2 separate regions of the Rattus norvegicus genome follow, and region 1 is linked to region 2. The links are chromatin contacts, called in public Hi-C maps. All regions are on one chromosome and are shown on one strand. Each heading gives the region's core, a stretch centred on a gene start, on an enhancer-like site or on the middle of the called end of the contact. The rest is flanking DNA. Distances are from core to core; before and after follow the strand shown. Region 1 overlaps Dpysl5 (dihydropyrimidinase-like 5). Region 2 holds the start of Cgref1 (cell growth regulator with EF hand domain 1).

What was found. Hi-C and Micro-C count contacts between places; a contact is called where the count stands out from the background.
Region 1: a Hi-C map of hepatocytes shows a contact between it and region 2, with 2.5 times the contacts expected there. The contact joins the enhancer-like site here to the promoter of Cgref1 in region 2. A contact is called at or near these places in 2 of 12 Hi-C or Micro-C datasets (hepatocytes and kidney).

The regions. Positions count from the first base shown.
Region 1 is chr6:31,294,525-31,298,524 of GRCr8, reverse strand. Dpysl5 (dihydropyrimidinase-like 5) reads left to right here. Exons shown (of 13, transcript NM_023023.1): 13 at 378-3,490. The coding sequence ends at 463. It overlaps LOC108351187 (a long non-coding RNA gene), which reads right to left. Exons shown (of 2, transcript XR_001838298.3): 2 at 3,453-3,638. It also overlaps the pseudogene LOC108351186. Among named protein-coding and RNA genes, the nearest start is that of Mapre3, 52 kb to the right of the region's middle. Within about 2 kb of position 2,709, at least 4 of the 93 cell types and tissues checked have an H3K27ac peak or open chromatin away from gene starts, as enhancers often do. A contact at or near this core is called in hepatocytes, where this site is marked.
Region 2 is chr6:31,149,792-31,153,572 of GRCr8, reverse strand. It overlaps Cgref1 (cell growth regulator with EF hand domain 1), which reads right to left and starts at 1,778. Exons shown (of 6, transcript NM_139087.2): 1 at 1,658-1,778. The coding sequence starts at 1,775.

The sequences.
Region 1 (4,000 bases), core at 1,460-3,959, 140 kb before region 2:
CCTGAGGTCAATGGCAAGAAACCATGTTGAAAAAGCCAGGCATGGGCTGGAGAGATGGCTCAGCAGTTAAGAGCATGTACTGCTCATTCAGAGGATCTGAGTTCAGTTCCCAGTTTCCCAGCACTCACAGCCTACCATCCAGCAGCTGCAGGGAAATCCATCACCTCCTTGGGCACATGTACGTACATAGCACCAGGCCTGCCTTAAAATAGGCAGACAGCATTCTCTGGCCTCCACATGCACATTAAGGGAATGGTGAGAGAGGAGAAAGAGCATAGCCACAGAGGTTTAACTCAGCCCCTGGGCCCCTGGTGTCTGGGACCTGTTAGTCCAGGAAGCATCGCCCTGATTGACCCCTCCCTGCTTCCTTCCTACAGGTTCTCAGATTGATGACCATGTTCCAAAGCGGGCCTCAGCTCGGATCCTTGCGCCCCCTGGAGGCAGGTCGAGCGGTATTTGGTAAAGGCTCTGACCAGGCCCCCCAACAAGTGAGGCTGCTCCACCACCACCTGCCTGCACACTTTCCGGCCACAGCTGCAGTGGGTGGGAGAGGTTGGCCTGGGCAGTGCACACCAGTAAGGGCTCCAGGAACCAGGGAGCCCTCCCCTTGTCTGAACATGATTCACGGGGCTTTGATCCACCCCTAACAAGGCACTTTGAGCTGTCCCTCCTGCCCTGCCCCTTCCTTCCTTGGCCCTGGGGTTTCTCTGGGCCCCAGAAGCCCACACTATGCACAGCACCCAATGCATAGCACCTGGCCCTACCCCTCCTCTCACCGTGACCTCCTGTGCTGGCTCTGGGAAGGCCCAGACTTTAGTGCTCTGCCCTGCTGCCCAACCAGACAGGTGTCCAGAGCACTTTAGCAAATGTTTTATAAGTATAGGCCTTCCCTCTTCACCCCCTAGACCCCATGGTGACATTTTCCCAAGTCAGACAGGTGTCAACTCCCCAGTCATGCCCAAGGTGTCCCATCTCTCCTGATTCACCCCAGCTATACCCACAAGGGTACAGTCAGGACGCCCTGGATGTGGCTGTGCTTGGGACACCCTGTGTCCTTTGCTAGCCTCTTTCATTCCCTGCCCACACCCTCTGGGAGTCCCAGAAGGGTAGCTGGGTGGGCATATGCGGCTGGTGCCAGGCGCGTGTAAATGGTTTTGTTTTGCACGTTTGGTTTACGCAGTGGTTTGGTTTGACTTGTTTGTGCACCCTGTGGAAAATGACGGTGCTTTGTGTCACTAGCATAGCATAGAATCGGGAATAGATTCGGTTTGTAGGAGATGCTGCACTCGCCACCAACCAGACAGTACAGGGCAGAGGCAGGGGCAGGCTGGCCCCCCGGCCCCTTCCCCCCAACCCTTTTGCTTCCAGAAGCCCTGTACCATGTCTCCCCGATCCCACACCTCCTACCACCCCCTTCTACATCCCTACATTCAAACGATCCTGGATGCTGACCCTAGAAACCTTAAGGCAGCATCTCTGCTCCTGGTTACTACTCCCAGGATTGACTCCATACCCACACCCTCATACCCCAACATAGTTTCCTTTAACTTGCCTCTGCTGGGCAAGGCCTAGCTGCTCCTCCTGTGAGACTAGTAAGAGGCCTCATAACTGCTGAGAAAGGGAGAGTAGGAGAGAGTTGGCTAGCCAACCGCCAGGGAAGGGGCTTCAACCCACAAGGCCTAGCTGTAGAATCCACCCCTCTGCACAAGTGCTGTGGGATCCTGCACTCAGCACTACTCTCTTGTTGACTACTGGTTGGCCCTGCCCTGTCTCAGAAGCTCTTCGGAGGCTCTCAGAGGTGGCTACACAGTCTGGGAAGTGGCTCAGCTGTCTGCCTTTGATAAGCCTCACCCCTGCCCCTTTGGCAAATGATTTCACTTTTGTTTGAGCTCCACAAACTTCCCAGAGGCCCCAGAGAGTTTGTCAGTCACCCCTGCACGTTTTTGTCCCGCTTCGAGTACATCAAAGCACTTGCCTGTGTCAGCTGTCACAGAGTAGGCTTGACAGGTAAACTCTGAGGAGCTTCCGAGGTAGGGTGGGGCTTACCACTCTCCCACATATCACAGATTAAAAACTGAGGCCCCAAGAGTTTAGGCCCCAGAAGTGTCTGTGACTGCTCTTATGGCCTTGACTGTCTAACCTAGCTATGGGAAACAGTTGTGGATTGATGTCAGGCCCACCAGATAGAATACTTTCTTCCTGGGGCACGTTCTGCCTTGCTTTGCACAAGTCAATTTTATCTTTGTCGTGAACTGGCTTCTGTAGTCTCTTGGTTTGAGCCTGGACTAGAAAAGTGTTGGGAACTTGTGTGCAGTTTTAGTTGCGCCCAGTGTCCTCACTTAGGAGCTGAAGGGACAAATAACCCAGAGACTGAGGTAGCCCCAGGTAATGACCCTGGAGGGTGATGACCCTTCACAGGTAACATAAGCAGTGACATTGACCCCTGGTTCAGTTTCTATCCCTCTCCTTCTCTCCCACTCTCTTCTCATTCTCCTCTTCCTCCTTCTTTTTCTTCTTCTTGAGACAAAGCCTTGCCTAGGTAGCCTGGCCTTGAACTCACAGAATGCCTGCCTTTGTTTCCCCAAATACTGGAATTATACACGTAAGCTACCACTCCTAGCTGTACGTCATCTTTGTCTGTTTCTGCCCTTGCTGGGTCATGGGCCTTGGGCAGATGCCAAAGATCCAAAGGGTGGTAGAGCCAGCTAGGCAGGCCACCTGGCATGGGCCAGGAGTGCTTTACCCTCTCTGAGTGCCTCCGCCTGAGAAGTGTATGACCTGAAATGGTAGGAGAGTACATGTTCAAGGGGCCACTGTGGGCCTTCTACTTCATCCACCCCGCCCTTCTACAGTCCCAAGGCCACCCTTACATAGACTGTGCTCACCCAGGAGCTTCTAGATAGGAGGCTTAAAGAGCCAAACAAACCATCATCCCCCCAGTGTCCACTCCCTGCCCCATGCAGAGCTCCAGCCACAGGTCCAGTGGCTGCTGGCTGGAGCGAAAGCGGTCTCTGGTTGCACCGAATGCAGCTCTCAAACTGGCCTTGTACTTGCTGAATAAACACTGTTGTTCTCGCCTTAGCTGCTCTTAGGTTTGTGGGGTTAACTTACCAGAAAATTGTGCTACTGTGTGTGCGTGTGTGTGTGTGCGCGTGTGTGTGTAGTGCTAGGAGTCCACAGTAGGTCGCTTGTCAAGCCAATGCCGTGATGAGGGCATCTCTTATATTGACCCAGAAACCACAGAACCACAAGGAAGCCAAACCCCCTCCAGCTGCTGAGGTGGCAGGCACAGTCTGGGGTCAGAATGGAGCTGCCAGCACCCCAGCACCCAAGTGACCCTCCCCCCTCTCTGTAAATGTCATGGTGCTAAGGTTGTATCAATCCTGAGACGACACATGGCCCTGTGCTTTGGCCACCGTTTGAGGCAAAACAAAACAGCCCAACACGTTGTGTTCTGGTGCAGGTTTGTATTAAACTGTAGCTACTTCTCACTCCGCTTCTGTTGTGTTTTTTCAAGAAGAGGTAGCCTGGCAGAAAGCTTCCCTGGCAGCAATTATGTGACGCTTCCGTTGCTAGGAGAATGGCGTTGATCCATCCCTCTGATCCAGTGGCAGCTTACTGGGAGGTCTGGGCAAGGTCTGGAGATACAAAAATAAAAAGTTTAAAAATAAACATTTGTGTTAAGGGTCATCCCTCTCCCGAAAGCCCAGGATTTCTGACAGTGGAAAAGAAAATTTTCAGCCAGATTTCTTGGGAGAGTAGACGTGTTATCTGAAATAGGAAAAACCAGAGGAGGCATTAGAAACAAAAAAAGAAGGATCTAGACCCCTCTGTCTTAGGGTTTCATTGCTGTGAAGAGACACCATGACCAAGGCAAGTCTATAAAGGCAAACATTTAATTCAGGGCTGGCTAACAGGTTTGGGGGTTCAGTCCAATATCGTGGTCAGAAGCATGGCAGCGTCCAGGCAGACATGGTGCTGGAGAAGGATCTGAGGGTTT
Region 2 (3,781 bases), core at 529-3,028:
ACTGCAGAGAGACCCTGCTTCAACTAATTATTTGATTAGCTAATTAATTAATCAATTAAAAATCCCACAGGGTCTCACATATCCCAGGCTGGCCTCCAACTCATCATGTAGTTTAGGATAACCTTGAACTCTCGACCCAAGTATTAGAATTACAGGGGTGCACCACCCTCACACCCAGCAACTCCAAGACCTTGGGTGGCTCTTTGTTTTTCTCATCGTCACCCACCCAGGTCTTCACCCATGCCTGCAGGAATGGCGTCATCTCTGTCTGGTGTCATCTCTGTTTCGCCCTCCAGTGCTCCAGCACAGCCTACACTGCTTCGAATGGCAGCTCACTGGGTGTTCTTTTATCTTTTCAGCGTTTTTGTCCAAACCTGTTTCACCTTCAAGGTGGACCTTCCTGATAACCTTAGCATTCGGTTGCAGACTATACCTCAAAATTCAAAAGCTTTGCCCGGGGGCTTGGAGTCTAATGTTTTCTCGATGCTTCCAGCCGTTGTCTATGAGAATCAAGCCAAACTTCCACGGGATGTGCATAATAGGACTTAGCCGTACTAACACCGTGTCAAGTTGTAAGAGCTTTTGTAAGTAACAGAAAGAGGGTGGTCATTGAACAACTGCTTGTAAAATAAAAAACAGTCCTAGCCATTTCCATAATTATAACATGCACAAACATAGCTATCCTATTACATGCCTGAAAACCACTGTACCTGCTAGTTAACAGTTGTGATATAATTCAGGGAAGTTATTCAAGTCACACACACACACACACCCCACAGTGACCTTCTGCCTTTGATTTCTTTAAGCCTTTGCCCTAGCTCACAGGAGGAGACTTTGGCCTTGAGGTTGGACCTTTGGTCAGCCCCTGCCTCTGCACTGTTTGGTGGTCCAGGCCGGTGTCTTAAACTGTCTTGGCCCTAGTTAGGGTCTTCAATTTTAAGATGAGGATGTTTCCTAGGACTTAGGGAGGGTACCATGAGATAATCTAGGTTAAGCTAGGGCCAGCAGATTCTTCACGATGTGGCAGGGGTCTTTGGAGGCTTATCTCAAACGGCTTCTCATTCCACAGAGACATTTCTTTTGCAGCGACCCTGACAAACAGTCACGACGCCTCCCCTGAATCTTTCCAGGGCAGGAGCTGGTACCATGAAGGGCATCCATTTCATTTCTAAACAAGTGGAGAAGTTACTGAATCTAATCATCTCCCTTGATTTAGCCCTTTAGTGTCCGGGTCTAGGAAGGGGAGTCTTAAATGACTGCAGCTATACAGTCAAAGAGGCGTGCACCTGAGCTAGCCGGGGGACCAGCCATCTACAGTTGGATGACAACGGACAGTGTCCTTCAATCATCTTCATCTACTGAATGAGGTGGAACCCCGACTCGAAACACCGCCGGCCAGGACTCATGGACTACTATCAAACCCAGGGGCCTCAGAAAGGCTTTCTGCCTTTCCTCTATCTGCTCTCAGGGATGACCTCTTCCCCAATGGTCCTAAGAGGCCAGGGCCACCTCCCCAGCCCAGTTCAAGCCGCAGGGGATGCGGAGGACTGCGCTCTCTGCATCCTGACGGCCAGCAGAAGGTCTCCACCCTCACCCCCAAGGTACAGGATGCCCCCGCCGCCCTCTGGGCCCTGGTCCCTGCCGGAGTCCGACCCACCTGCTGCGGCGGCGCTGTGCGCGTCTGGGGCTCCGGCTTCGTGCGCGTTATAGGCACCGCGCCGCCCTCGCCCGGCTGCCGGCAGCCAGCCCTCCCCCGGGCCGCTCCACGTGGCCATTCCACGTCGCCCTCCCGGCTGCAGCCGCCGCCCAGGCCCGGGCAGAGTCCGGAGCGAGCGACAGCCACAGGAGGGCCACCGCCCCGCCTTGCCCAGACCTGTCCCGCAGCGCCTCCACCTGGCCTTGTTCCATGTGGGTCTGAGGGAAGATGGATGGGGTCCTCAGTGGGTGTCACTGTGACTCAGATGAAGGCAGACTGGTTTGTGGTTTTGACTGTGACAAGCTGGAGAGGCGGAGTATGCGTGTATGACAGACTGGGAAGGATTTGTGAGTGTGGGCGACTAGTGAAGCATGTATACGGGGCATGTATTCAAGACGGAGTCAGAGTAGTGAGCCCAGTTTGTGTACAAGGCAGAGTGCACAGACATGTATTGAGGAGGCAGGGGTGTTGTGTGAGAGAGACAGAAATAGATAAAACTAGACAGAGGTGGGGTTGCTGTTCATTAAAAAAAATGCCTTTGATTATGCTGTGTGGGTGTCACTGGCTTTATCTGAGAAACTCTTTCGTGACTAAATAGAATGACTTACAGTTTGTACGGGTGATTGTGGCCCTCACTGGGAAGAGCAGTGTGGCCCAAACCTGGCCGATTACCTAGGAGTGCGACAGTATCGAGTGTTAACAGGTTACAGGTATGCCGGCACCAGAACAAAGTCCTCTCAAGTTGTTAGAGCTGAGATTCCAGGGACGGTATCAGTGTCACTGGGACCATACCCAGTAGGAACGGGAGGCTCCAGGTGAGGGGAGAGGTATGTAGAGCCGTGTGCGGAAAGAAACCATGGCCATAGGAACAGAAGTTTTCCAGCCTGGATGCTGCAGCTTTCTGGCCATCAAAACGAGTGTCACACACCTTTTATTCCAGTGGCGAGTCCCTCTTCCCAAGCTCTCTGGGCTACCTCCTCATCCACTAGCCTGGGGATTTTTTTTTTGTTTTTGTTTTTGTTTTTGTTTTAGTAACTTCATGCCTCGGAACCCTCAGTCAGCAGCCATGACAGCCACAAGTCCCTCAGACTGGCCTTCGTTTGTGTGTGTGTTGGGGGAGCACTATTGCCGCCATGGTTGTCTTGGCTCAGTGCCTACCATTTTCCGCCGTGCTCCTCCTCCTGTCTGGTCGGTTGGTCTCAGTTTTCTGGTGTTCCTTGAGATCCCCTTCCCACTCTCTGTTTGCCCATGTGTCCGTCCGTCTGTTCATTAACCTCCATCAGTATCTGTCAGGGGCTCAGATGCAGATCGTTTGCTCTTTTTGCTCTCTTGCCCTTCTGTTCTCTCCACCATGTAAGGACACACGAGTAGCATCATCTGTGAAGGACAAGCCATGACCAGATGCTGTGAGCACCTGCTCCTGGACTTTTCATATTCCAAATCTGTGAGCAATAAATTCTTATTGCTTGTAGGTTGTCCAATGTAGGGCCAGAGAGATGGGCTTAGTGGTTGGGAGAGCATAGTGTGCTCTTACAGAGAATCCAAGTTTGGATCCCAGCACCCATGTCAACTGCCTCACACTGCCTATAAGAATTCTGGCTCTGATGGGGGTTGGGGATTTAGCTCAGTGGTAGAGCACCTGCTAGGCCCTGCTTGGGGGGGGGGGGGGGATTCTGGCTCTGGGCCGGAGAGATGACTCAGCGGTTAAAAGCACTGACTGCTCTTTCACAGGTCCTGAGTTCAAATCCCAGCAACCACATGGTGGCTCACAACCATCTGTAATGGGATCTGATGTCCTCTTCTGGTGTGACTGAAGACAGCAACAGTGGACTTATACATAATAAATAAATCTTTAAAAAAAAATTCTGTCCTCCTCCAATGTCCTCAGATACCTGTACTAACATGCACCCCAACACACAAACACACGCAAAGACACGACAGAAATCAATCTTTAGAAATTGTCCATTCTGTGGTGTCGAGTGCCTATGGACCCTGCTGAAGATCACCAGTAAACCATCAGAAGCCGTGGGAGGGAGATGCACACATGGATCCTCAAGGAGACAATCTGATGACCCTTGATTCCTG